Regions from separate parts of the Macaca mulatta genome. Here region 2 is linked to region 1. The links are chromatin contacts, called in public Hi-C maps. All regions are on one chromosome and are shown on one strand. The core of a region is the stretch at or near the end of the contact, and the rest is flanking DNA. Distances in the headings are between cores, read along the strand shown.

Evidence for each region. A called contact is a pair of places that touch in the nucleus more often than the background predicts.
Region 2: a Hi-C map of cortical neurons shows a contact between it and region 1, with 6 times the contacts expected there. The contact joins the promoter of KLHL15 here to the promoter of CXHXorf58 in region 1. A contact is called at or near these places in 2 of 14 Hi-C or Micro-C datasets (cortical neurons and fetal cortex germinal zone).

Annotation. Positions count from the first base shown.
Region 1 is chrX:23,700,739-23,707,006 of T2T-MMU8v2.0, reverse strand. CXHXorf58 (chromosome X CXorf58 homolog) reads right to left here and starts at 3,889. Exons shown (of 9, transcript XM_077988325.1): 1 at 3,338-3,889; 2 at 668-803. The coding sequence starts at 783. APOO (apolipoprotein O) reads left to right here and starts at 3,728. Exons shown (of 9, transcript NM_001257632.1): 1 at 3,728-3,972. The coding sequence starts at 3,964.
Region 2 is chrX:23,827,867-23,834,134 of T2T-MMU8v2.0, reverse strand. It overlaps KLHL15 (kelch like family member 15), which reads left to right and starts at 3,988. Exons shown (of 3, transcript NM_001257612.1): 1 at 3,988-4,084.

The sequences.
Region 1 (6,268 bases), core at 2,640-5,139:
GCAAAATGCAAGCTACAAGATATAAAGAAGAAAAGGCTAGGCCAGGTGCAGTGGCTCACGCCTGTAATCTCAGCACTTTGGGAGGCCGAGGCGGGAGGGATCACCTGAGGCCAGGAGATCGAGACCAGCCTGGCCAACATGGTGAAACCCCGTCTCTACTAAAAATATAAAAATTGACATGCATGGTGGTGCACGCCTGTAATCTCAGCTACTCGGGAGGCTGAGGCAGGAGAATTGCTTGAATCCGGCAGATGGAGGTTGCAGCGAGCCGAGATCGCACCACTGCACTCCAGCCTGGGCGACACAGCGAGACTCCATCTCAAAAAAAAGGAAAAAGCCTGAAGTATGGAGACAAACCTTTGAATCCTATCTGATGCCATTTATTAGCTGTTAACTTTCTTCAAGCCACTTACCTTCTGCCGGTTGCTACTATTTCATTTATAAAATATAAAAATTGTTTCACAAGGTTGTATCAGGATCGAGTAGATGTGTGTTAATATGCTTTGTAAATTAGAAAATGCAATTATAATTATTCAATTTGAAAGTAATTTTAAAACACAAAATCTCTGATTTACAAAACAAGAAGCATTTGAAATTATCTGGATAAGTACTGTTTGGAAACTGTACAGTTGTGGAAGATAACACAAGGCAAAATACGGGTACTTACGATAGTAATGATCTTGAATTTGGTGCATTTGCGAAACGTACTCTGCGAACTTTTCCTAAGGATTTTGTACCTGATTTCAGAATACCTTTACCTGGTACATTTGAGGAACGGTTCATTTTCCCTCCAATGAAGTAATCTGAAAGTACATAAATTAAGCCTTTGAGGTCATAATTTATACTATTACACTGTTTGGACAAGACTCAAGTGCCTTATGATTGTTGTACTAATTCTGAATCCTTTAAAAAAGAAGGCATTGGGGCCGGGCGCGGTGGCTCAAGCCTGTAATCCCAGCACTTTGGGAGGCCGAGACGGGCGGATCACGAGGTCGGGAGATCGAGACCATCCTGGCTAACACGGTGAAACCCCGTCTCTACTAAAAAAAATACAAAAAACTAGCCGGGCGAGGTGGCGGGCGCCTGTAGTCCCAGCTACTCGGGAGGCTGAGGCAGGAGAATGGCGTGAACCCGGGAGGCGGAGCTTGCAGTGAGCTGAGATCCGGCCACTGCACTCCAGCCTGGGCAACAGAGCGAGACTCCGTCTCAAAAAAAAAAAAGAAGGCATTGGGGATCTCTTAAAGTTGCTTACAGTTTACATTGTGTACTAAAAATATTATATGGTATATGGAAAAGACAAATAAATCTATCCACAGCCTTATAACTGGTCTGTCTCCAGTCTTTTTCTCCTCTTATTCATCTTCCACACTACACCCGGAGTTAACTTTTTAACTCAATAATTCAATCTCATCACTCCCCAGCTGTCTACCAACAAGCTCATTGAGGGCAGGAGGCATCTTGTTGACTATGGAGTCCTCAGTGCCTAGCACAGCGGAGAGTTTTTACATGTTTGTCTAAAAACGTTTTGTCCCAGTTTTATCATCAAATAGCAGTGAGACTTTGAGCAAGTCACTTAACCTCTCAGTGGTTCAGTTCCCTCCTTGGTAAAGTGAGAGGGTATACACTAAATTTCTGATTCCACCTCCAACTTTCTATTCTTTAAAGCATCCAATCTGGATGCAGTAATACTCCAATTTGGATGCAGCTCCCAAATTCTTAGTCACTGCTTGGTCTTTGTTACTAAACCAGGGGCTCGTTATCATTTCTTTTGGTGCCATGGACCCCCTAGGGACAGATCTCTTTAAAACGCATAACATGGCCGGGCGCGGTGGCTCACTCCTGTAATCCCAGCACTTTGGGAGGCCGAGACGGGCGGATCACGAGGTCAGGAGATCGAGACCACCCTGGCTAACACGGTGAAACCCCCGTCTGTACTAAAAATACAAAAACTAGCTGGGCGGGGTGGCGGGCGCCTGTAGTCTCAGCTACATGGGAGGCTGAGGCAGGAGAATGCCGTGAACCCGGGAGGCGGAGCTTGCAGTGAGTGGAGATCGTGCCACTGCACTCCAGCCTGGGCGACAGAGTGAGACTCCGTCTCAAAAAAACAAAAAACAAAACAAAAAAAACCGCATAACATACATAGGATTACAAAGTGTTCCAATTATACTGAAATCATTAAAATATTTTTTAAAACAAAATTATAGTAAATGTGTCTTAATGCATTAAATGAGCTCTAATGACTACTGTATTTTTGAAGCAGTAATGAGCGTAAATATTTCAAGATCTCTGACACGACTGCAAGGTAACATGAAAATATCTGTGCTTTCTATTGATGACAAAGTCATCAATGCTAATACTACTGTGGCTTGTTGTCTACACTATAATTGAAAGAAACAAAGTTCAGTTAGAGGTTAGTGAAAATGAAGTTGTCATTTTTTCCCCCATACAAGTTCGCACACCCCATGAATTAAGACCTTCTGCCCTAATTTATCAATATGTTTCACACTTTTACGTATGTGTGATGTTACACTGCTGATGCAGAGAGCCTTCTGAGTCTATTCAATATTTCTCCTTGGGGATGCCTTGGAATATACAATCCTCTTAAGAAAGAGAAAAGCAGCCCTTAACATCTGGGAGTTGGCTGGCAGTCACAGCTGGGCCTTGGTGTTACCACTGCTTCCTAACAACACCCGATCCAGAGCAAAGCTCCTGCTTCCTTGAACGTACCCCAAAATCACCGAACCAAAGCCCAAATCCTATAATAAATCTAACTCTTTTACTGAAATATGCCACTGTGTTCCTACATGTGCGTTCTCCTTGGAGCAATGAGAAACCCATTTTCTTCAACTACAGGTGTGCCCCTAGTGGTCTTTGGCTGGAGGGCAGTGGCACATCACTGCACAAATTCCAAATTTTTCCAGATGCCCGCCCGGATAGGGCTTACACTTTTTATAGGATTAGGGCAGAAATACAGAATGAAATAGGAAATACATCCTCATTATGAGACAGTGAAACAATTGTTTTGGCTAGAACACAGGTTTCAAAGGCAGACTAATGGGTTTGGATCCTAGCTTCCCACTTTCTGTGTGGTCTCGTACAAATTACTTCTATGTGCCTCAGTTTCTTCATGTATGTATTGGGAATAATAACCATGCCCACCTACTTCCGTCGTTGGAAAGATTAGATAAATGTGAATAAAGAACTTAGATCATGACTGCGCATATCAAAGTGCTGTATCAGTGCTTGTTACTCTTGTTAATAAGATAATTATTGCCATTATCATTTACTTCTACAAGTATTAAGGGACAAACATTTGATTCCCAGAGAGGAGGCTTACCGCTTGTTTCTTAAAGGGAAAAAATAAGGTCAGAGCCTTTTCCGATTAAAGGACACAGCATATTAGTTTAAATTTAAAACCTGAGAAACCTCCAGTCCACGGTTAAAACCTTTCGTAAGATAAATCCAGGCCGCCAACCGGCGGCTTCCGGCTGCGAGGCTTTCGAAGTCGCCCGAGACCCTCCAAGCGCCCCCTCCCGGCAGCCTCTGCTCACAGAAATCCCAGTCCACGCCGCTGGGCGCCCGGTCGCCGCGGCAAAGACAGTTTCCCAGCGCCGCGCGACGCCAGGCACCTCCCTCCTCGCGCCTCCGCGTACCACCCACACAGAGCCGGCGCTTTCTTGCCGCCTAGCAACCGCCGACGCAGGGGCGGAGCCTCTTGGAGGGCGGGGTTTGCGTTCATCCGCCGCCCGGGCGCGACGCGCTGCAGCTCAGCGACGCGGCTTCTAGAACGGGGTGATTGAACTAAGCCTTCGCCGCACCGAGTTTGCAGTACGGCCGTTACCCGCACCGCGGCCCGCTTGCGGTTGGAGAAATCAAGGCCCTACCGGGCCTCCGTAGTCACCTCTCTGTAGTGGGCGTGGCCGAGGCCGGGGTGACCCTGCCGGAGCCACCGCTGCTAGCGACATGTTCAAGGTGAGAGCGTGGAGCCGGGTCACAGCTGTCACCGCCCCCTCCCGGCTGCCCGAGCCCTCCCCGCGCTCTCTTGGGGCCTCTCCGCAGGCCAGGCCCGAGGCTTTTCCCGCCACTGGGCCGGCTGCGTCCCGGCCCCGCGGTTCATTCACTGGTCTACTGTGGATGAGCGGCTGCCGGGCGGAGGCGAGAGACCCCCGGGTGGGTGGGGGGCGGCCCTTTGGGTTGTGCTTTCGTGAATTAAACACTTTGAAAATGTAAAGTGCCTTCCCCCAAAGTACCCATCCCTTCGGCTGGTGCCCTCTTGGGATCGTGGGTAGGGGGAGGCCAGCTCAGGGCACTGCGGGGTTCGCGGCTTTAGTTGCCTGGCAGGGTCAGGTTTCAGAACCTGATGTGTGGATGGGGGAGGGTCATTTTAGGAGAAGCTGTGCAGGGTATGGGGGAGGCTGGGGTGGGATGGCTGGGTGACGACGAAAGCTGGAGCTTTGCTCCACTCCCCAGGGAACATTATTTAATACGGACCAGTGGACCCCCTTCCCTGCGTTTTGTGAACTCGTGTCCTTTGGGAAAAAAATAGACTTTTACAATGAAGACTTAATTTCGAAAATCTGCACTGTAGTATAAAGCCATTATTCTACTTTTTAAAAAGTAAATTATATGTATTTTGTCATAAAAAATCACAGGCTACCAGAAATTAATCTACAAAATTGAGTCTTCAAGAAGCATAGTACCCATAAAATAGTGCTAATGAAATCTCAGAATTGTAGTATTCATTTAAAAGTTTTGTTGAGCTCTGCAATGTGCTTTGGGTACGTTAATAAAGGCTGTAAAATCAGAACATGCATTCTGCCTTCTAGTCCTGGCATTGCCACTTTCTAGCTGTGTGACCTTGGGCAAGTCACTTACCTTCTCTGTGCCTATCTTCTTTTTTGGTGAAATTGGTGTAAAAACATCTACCTCATAGGGTTGTTATAAGGAGTAAGTAAGTTGGTATGTGTAAAGCACTTGGAAAAGGCCTAGTATTTGCTCTTACTCTGTTTTCAGGCAGCTCACAGTTTAGTCAGGAAGACAGATCCTATAATCAACATTCATTTGATAAATTTGTGTATTAAACACCTGTTATGTGCTAGGAGCTCAGCTCCATTTCAGGGTTACGACAAGGAAAGATATGCTGTGGCCAGTTTAACTATATGTGTACCAACACTGTAGTAAGGTAGTGAAAAGGAGAGCAGGATCCACTTGGCTTAACCAGGGGTTCCTAACCTGGGGCCCTCAGCTCCTCAAAGGACCTGCACATAAATTTCAGGGGGTCCCTGAACTCTGATGGTGAAAAAATATAACTATTTTTAGCAATCTCCAATTGGAATTGAGCACTTCCTTTAGTTATGGGTAATGTTTCAATTATCTATTGTTGGGTAACAAATCACTGCAAACCAGTGCCTTAAAACAAGAATTGTTTCTCAAAATCTATGGGTTGGCTGGGTAGTTCTGCTGGTGGCTTGACTGAAAGTTGGCCTCACTCGCATGTCTGGGGGCTTGGTGCCCCTCCGTGTGCCTAGCTTGGACTTCCTCACTTGGTTACTGACTTCCAAGAGGGCAAGTCCCAAGGCACAAACACAGCATCATGTTTGCTGATGTCAAAACAAGTCACGCAGCCAAGTCCAGAGTTGATACAGTGGGGAACTACACAAGGTCATAGACATGAGTTGGTGCACTTCACTGGGGCCATTCATTTTACAAGCTCCTACCTTAACAAACCACAGTAGTATTAGCAGTACCTGTTACCAGTGGAAGTCACAGTATCAGCACAAGTCACAGACATTTTCATATCACATTACAGTTGTTGCAGATCTCAAAATATCATTTATGCTCATTACTACTTCAGAACTATGATAGTTAATAAGACTCACTGCTAGATCTTTTTGTTTAGTGGGCTAGTAAAGAAGCACATACTGTTTATATCAGATATTTGTGTTTAAAAAATAAGATTATTTCAATATAGTTGGCACTTTTTTGTATGCAATTAGAGGCATCATTTTGAGAAGGGGTCTATAGGTCTCACCGACGGCCAAAGAGGTCCATGGCACAACAAAAGGTAAAGAACCCCTGGGGACTTCAGAGAAGGCTTCACAGACGGGACACTTAAATTTAGTTTTGAGACAGGTAGGAGTTCTTCAGGTAAATGAGCGGGGGAACATCAGTGGTATTCCATTGGGGGAAGTGCTGGAAACTCAGTTTTGATGTGTCAAGGGAAAGATACAGTGAGCTGAGATGATTATTATTGTTATCATTATTTTTT
Region 2 (6,268 bases), core at 2,739-5,238, 130 kb before region 1:
GTTTGAGACCAGCCTGGCCAACATGGGAAAACCCATCTCCACTAAAGTGACAAAATTTAGCCGGGTGTGGTGGTGTGTGCCTGTAGTCCCAGCTACTTGGGAGGCTGAGGCAGGAGAATCACTTGAACCTGGGAGGCAGAGGTTGCAGTGAGCCGATCATGCCACTGCACTCCAGCCTGGGTGATAGAGGGAGACTCCGTGTCAAAATAAATAAATAAATAAATAAATAAATAAATAATAATAAAAAGTAAAAAGAAAAGCGATTACCAAGACAACTACCGCAGACTGGGAATTTCTGAAAAGCCTCAACTTTATTTATTTATTTATTTTGAGACAGCTTCTAGCTCCGTTGCCCAGGCTGGAGTGCAGTGGTGCAATCTCCACTCACCGTAACCTCTGCCTCCTGGGCTCAAACCATACTCCTACCTCAGCCTCCTGAGTAGCTGGGACCGCAGGTCCGCGCCACCACGCCAGCTAATTTTTGTATTTTTAATACAGATGGGGTTTCACTATGTTCGTCAGGCTGGTCTCCAATTCCTGACCTCTAATGACCCCCTGCTGCACCCTCCCTCCCCCCACCCCCCGCCCGCCTCGGCCTCCCAAAGTGCTGGAATTACAGGCGTGAGCCACCACGCCCGGCCTGAATTTCTTAAAAAACAAAAACAGGAGGGAGGAGGAGGGTATGCAGTATCCTAAATCCTCAGAACCCCTGGGGAGGAACCTTATTCCGACTCCACCAGCACTCCCAGGCCCGAGCCTCTAGCATACTTCCGACCTCGCTGGCTGCTAGATAGCTACTGAGGAATGTGTATTCTCAAATACTTAGGCTACAGGGCTAAGAAAAGACTGCTTCCATCTGCCTCAGTGGGACTCTACCAGTGTGAAAGGATACTCTCAAGGTATTTAACGACTCCCATTACAGTCCAGAAATTGGTGGGGAAAGTTAAAATATCTTTTCTTTTCTTTTTTTTTTGAGACGGAGTTTTTGCTCTGTTGCCCGAGCTGGAGTGCAGTGGCTCACGCTTGTAATCCCCGCACTTTGGGAGGCCAAGGCGGGCGGATCGTGAGGTCAGGGGTTTGAGACCAGCCTGGCCAACACAGTGAAACCCCGTCTCTACCAAAAATACAAAAATTAGCTGGGCGTGGTGGCGGACGCCTGTAATCCCAGCTACTGGGGAGGCTGAGGCAGGAGAATTGCTTGAACCCGGGAGGTGGAGGTTGCAGTGAGCCGAGATATGCCACTGCACCCCAGCCTGGGCAACAGAGTTAGACTCCATCTCAGAAACAAACAAAAACAAAAACAAACAAACAAACAAACAAAAAACAAGAAAAGTTAGCCGAGCATGGTGGGACGCGCCTGTGGTCCTAGCTATTCGGGAGGCTGAGGCGGATGGATCACTTGGGCCCGGGAGGTCAAGGCTGCAGTGAGCTGTGATCATGCTTCTGCCCTCCAGCCTGGCCGAGAGTCAGACCGTCTCAAAAAATAATAATAACAACATGAAAATAAGAAATAAGAGTGAAAGAGGCATCATTGGTTGAAGATAACTTTGGGGGGGTGTTATATAGTAAACGTATAGATTGACTGAAAGACACAGCAGTTTTAGAAACTACAATAAGTATCCAAAAAAGCACATTTGAAATTCCCCATATGAGACCTTGCAATGTCAAAATAAGGAGGGGTGGGGGGCACGGTGATCACACAATGGCTATGACATCACTCACTACATTTATACCTGGTACACAGAGCGCAGAAACGTTTCAGCTCTTGCTTGAATGAAGAACAGAAGCCTCTCTTTAGACAGGTCAGTGCCAGATAGTAATGTATAGCTTAAAATGTCTGTTAGTTAATGTACAAAAATCCAAATTCAGCGTTTAGATGTTCGGGAATACTGTATGAAAATTTAAATATTCAGAAGTGGAATGTATGCATTTTTAAAGTTTATGGTTTAATTTTTAAAATTTTGTTGTAATGTGATAAATTCTGGGGTAATTTGTCATATAGTCACAGATGCAAATACAGCAAGCAGGGATTTTAAAATAATGAACAGAAATATCTTAAAGGAGCTATTGGAAAAGATGGAAAGAAAGTGTGAACAACTTGGGAATTTCTGTGTCTTAGTTTTTTTTAAGCTTGTAAGTTTAAATCGGAATAAGGAAGCTTTTTTCCAAAAGATTGAGGTGATTCTGTTATCTCTCCCACGAAGTAGTCTACTTCAGCAAAACAGTACACCGTGTGCTATTTTGGCCTCGGGAAAGATAGAATGTTCGAGTTTGCTAGAAAGAGATAATGATCGCTTTTAGCGACACCTCTCACGGAAAGTTCATCGGGATATTGGTCTAGAGAGAAAATGGCGGCGGGGGGTGGGGGTGGGGGAAGCCGAAATACCTCACTTTAGGATCTGCTATGGGCAATGGATGCCCTAATTTAAGGTTAATTGTAGAATCACGGGCTTCCAACTGTGTATTTCCGTCATCTACACTTTTCCCACAAAGAGATGCCATAATAAATTTACAAACCAGTCCTATAGTCTAGTTTTATATTCTTAAGTCAAGAAAAGGTAATATTTAAAAAGTACTAGCTAGAATTCTACAGCTGATGTGTTAAAAATGAACAACAAAAATCACTGCCCTCTGAACGTTCTTATTTTGACGCAAGTGGAAACAGAACAGCTTTTTTAAATCCGGCATTATCTCCGGGTGGTGCAGACATGCAATTTTTTATGAATTTTCCCACCCCTGGGAAATCGATTTCTGAAACGTGTAATTGTTGTGCAGCAAGCCAAGTGGACAGTGACGCAATAATCCACTGCAAGTTGCCTTACAAAAATGATGTCATTTGGCGCAGATCTAGTCACTTTTATAACAGGTAGCTATGGAAAAGCTCCCTCCACGTTGTCCCCGATTCCCCCACCCCCACCGTGGCCAAGATGCAAAAAGACACTTTCCTGGCTTCCTAGCCCTCAACTTGTCGAGGGTGGGCGCACCTCAGTGGCTCGGGGCCCATCGCTCGTGCAGGCGGAGAGGGACCAAGGGGACGAGGACAGCTGAGTGTCCTCAGCCCCGACGGCGGCGCCGCGGGGGAAGCTGCGTCGGGCCCAGTCTGGGGCCGCGACGCCCGGTCGCCTGTTTTCCTCGGTGGGAAACCGCTGGCGTGGCGGGCCGGCAGCCGGGACGCGGGGCGCCGCGGGCGCGGGACAGCCTTCCCCGCCAGCCCCCCACCCCCGTTCCCACACCGGCTCCCGCTCCCGTGGCGCCGGAAGTGACGCGCTTTAGGCTGAAAGATGGCGGCATTGGCGCTCGACCAGGGGGAAGGTAAACACCCGCCAGGCCACAGGCTGGCCCCCTCGGGGCGCCAGCAGGGGCCGAGGGGGGGCCTCCCGGGCCAGCTCCCCGCCCCCAACGGCTTCCCACCCTCCGCCCTCTCTCCCAGCGTGGCGGGCTTCCGCGTCAAGACGACGGCGCACGGGGCCCCGTGCCGGCCAGCCCCGCCTCCCTGGGCGGGCCCCGGGCGGCTCCCGCGGCCCGCAGGGGGCGCGCGGCCCGGAGCGGCCCCCGGCTCGTGGCCCCGCACGCCCCGCCCCTTCCCCGCCCCTTTCCCGCCTTCCTCCACCCCCGGCGTGGGTGATCCCGAGGCTCGGCGCGCTTCGGGGCAGAAGCTCGGAGACGCCGTCCTCGACGCTACCTTCTCTGGTGCTTCTGTCTCTGCCTGCTGCCCCCCAGCCCTTTCCCCCGCCCGCGGCCCCAGTCGGCCCTCCCGCCGAGCCCCGCCGGGTGCTGCGAGGCCCCCGGCGTTGGCAAGGTCGGTCCGGGCCCCGACGCCGCGCCGCCTCGTGCGGAGCCCGACTGTCTGGTTTCGCGACTCAGCGCTGTCTTCTTTCCCAGGACTTATCCAGAGGGTGCTGCAGGCGAGCACGCTCGTGCCCCGCCGGAGCGACCCGGCTCGTGCCGGCAGCGGCCGCTCGTAGACGTCCGAGAAGCCTGCCGAGTGCCGTCCCGGCGCCCGACCGCCCACCCATTGGCCCGCCGGCCCGGTTCTTCCTGATGCAGACTGCCGTCCACTAGAGGCTGGACAGGACCCCCCGAGGTACGTAGCCGCCCCTGGCCGCCGGCCTGCGGAGCCCGGGCTTCGCCCGCGACCCCGAGCTAGGCACGAATTCGCCGGCCCTCTCTACACGGACCCGAGTCAAACATTGGGTAGACGCCGGGACCTCATTTGTCTTTGAGTTTACTTAAATTGTTTGAAATGTAATTTTTTTTTTTTCCCCAGAGAGAGCGAGAAAGAAAAAGGAAGAAGCATAATTCAGCCATTTTTTGCAGCACACAGCTGCAGGTACCATGATTATTTTTTCCCTAACCCGTTCCTTCCCTTTAACAATTCAATTTATGCCTGAAATAGAACTATGCGAAATGCGAGGCATAAAACTAGGAATCGGAAGGTCTGGGTTCGACTTGGGTGACTCTGAGAAAAAATCGCGTACCGAGCCTCGGTTTCTTATCTATGAAATATAGTCGGTAGTACCAACATCGCAGGGTTGAGAGGACTATATGAGGTCATATATGTGAAAATAATCCTTAACTGTAGAGTGTTGTAAGAATTCAAGGCCGTTTTTTAAAGTAACCTTTGCTAGAGTGGTTAATGTAGTGGCTAACTGTTGCTGCCTCTTTATTTCTATATTACAAATAAAAGCAAATAAGTACGGAATAATAGTAAAGCAGTGCTGTGAATCCATAGATCTATAATAGTCACGTTGCTTGGCCTTCCTCCTACGAAGTGCTAACTGCTTATTTAAATAACGGTATTCTTTAATTCAAATGTAACGTTACTGTAGGCGCTTTGCTTTTCCTCGTTCTAGGCCGCTTTAGGCCCCTTTTCTTACTCTGAATATTTAGTTAACACCTTACATTTGTTTAGTCTTTTCTGTTTTCCGAATTTGTTTGCCTTTGTTGATCTGATTAAGTGGTAATTTAGAAAATGCCTTGCAGACATACATACCCTAATTTTAATGCCTGTTTTTCATATCTAGGGAGCAGGATGCTCTAATACTTCTACTAATTTGAAAATTGGTTAAGAGCTTATCAATGCATTCATGTTTCAGTAATCCTTAATAGATCTAGAAATGTATAGAACATTTCAACTTTTTAGCACTTAATGTAATTATATAATTTGATTCTCATTTTTAATCATCACATGTAGTAGGTGCTTAGAGTCACAGTTTATCAGTGGTAGAGGATGTTAACTTGCACTCTTCATTGCTGATTAATTTGGGGAAAGAATAGGATAGTAAATATTTGTGGTTTGAAAATTGAATTTATTTTGCCAGAATTTATATGTGTAACAGATCAGTATGGATCATTTTTACTTGGCACATCAAAAATATAGTATGGTTTGGCTTAAATGGTCCACAAAAAGTGAAAAAGAAGCATTTTTGGGTACATTGTTATTTTTAGCTAACAAATGGTTTTGAGTAGTTAGGTTTTATTAAATTTATGATTGTCTAGTCCAATATCGGTTGTCTTTTCAGAGTATGCTTTTGTGTTTTGTAAAAAGGCAGAATAATAGAAGTTGGACAGGATTAACATAGTAAAAGGAAAAGCCTACTTCAAAGTGGTTGGTTTTATAGATTGGATTTATCACTTAACTTGAAGATAAAATTTTGACAAATCATTGCTTTATTGGGAATTTGAAGGTTTGACCTTCTCTCTACCTCGAGTCGGGTTATCTCAGAAACCTAACCTTGACCAGGGCAGGCTTGCCTTCATGGATGTTCAGAAGGGCCCCACGCTTGGTTTAATAATCTGCATGTAAAACTGGGATTGTACAGTATAAGGGTGAATGGTAAAAGTCATGCTAATTTAAATTTTTAATTTTCCTTTACTCAGAACGACATTAAACATAAAATTTAAAAAACACCCATGAGAGCCGGGAGCGGTGGCTCACGCCTGTAATCCCAGCACTTTGGGAGGCCGGGAGTTTGAGACCAGCCTGACCGACGTGGAGAAACCCCGTCTCTACTAAAAATACAAAATTAGCCGGGCGTGGTGGCGCACGCCTGTAATCCCAGCTACTCTAGTTCTAGCTACTCTGGAGGCTGAGGCAGTAGTAGAATCTCTTGAACCCGGGAGGCGGAAGTTCTGGTGATCCAAGATGGCGGCATTGCACTCCAGCCTGGGCGACAAGAGCAAAACTCCGTCTCAAAAAAAAAACGCCGTGAAATAGTCGAGAGATACAGAAGAAAGGAAAAAGCTTTATATTTTACTGCTTTTGACG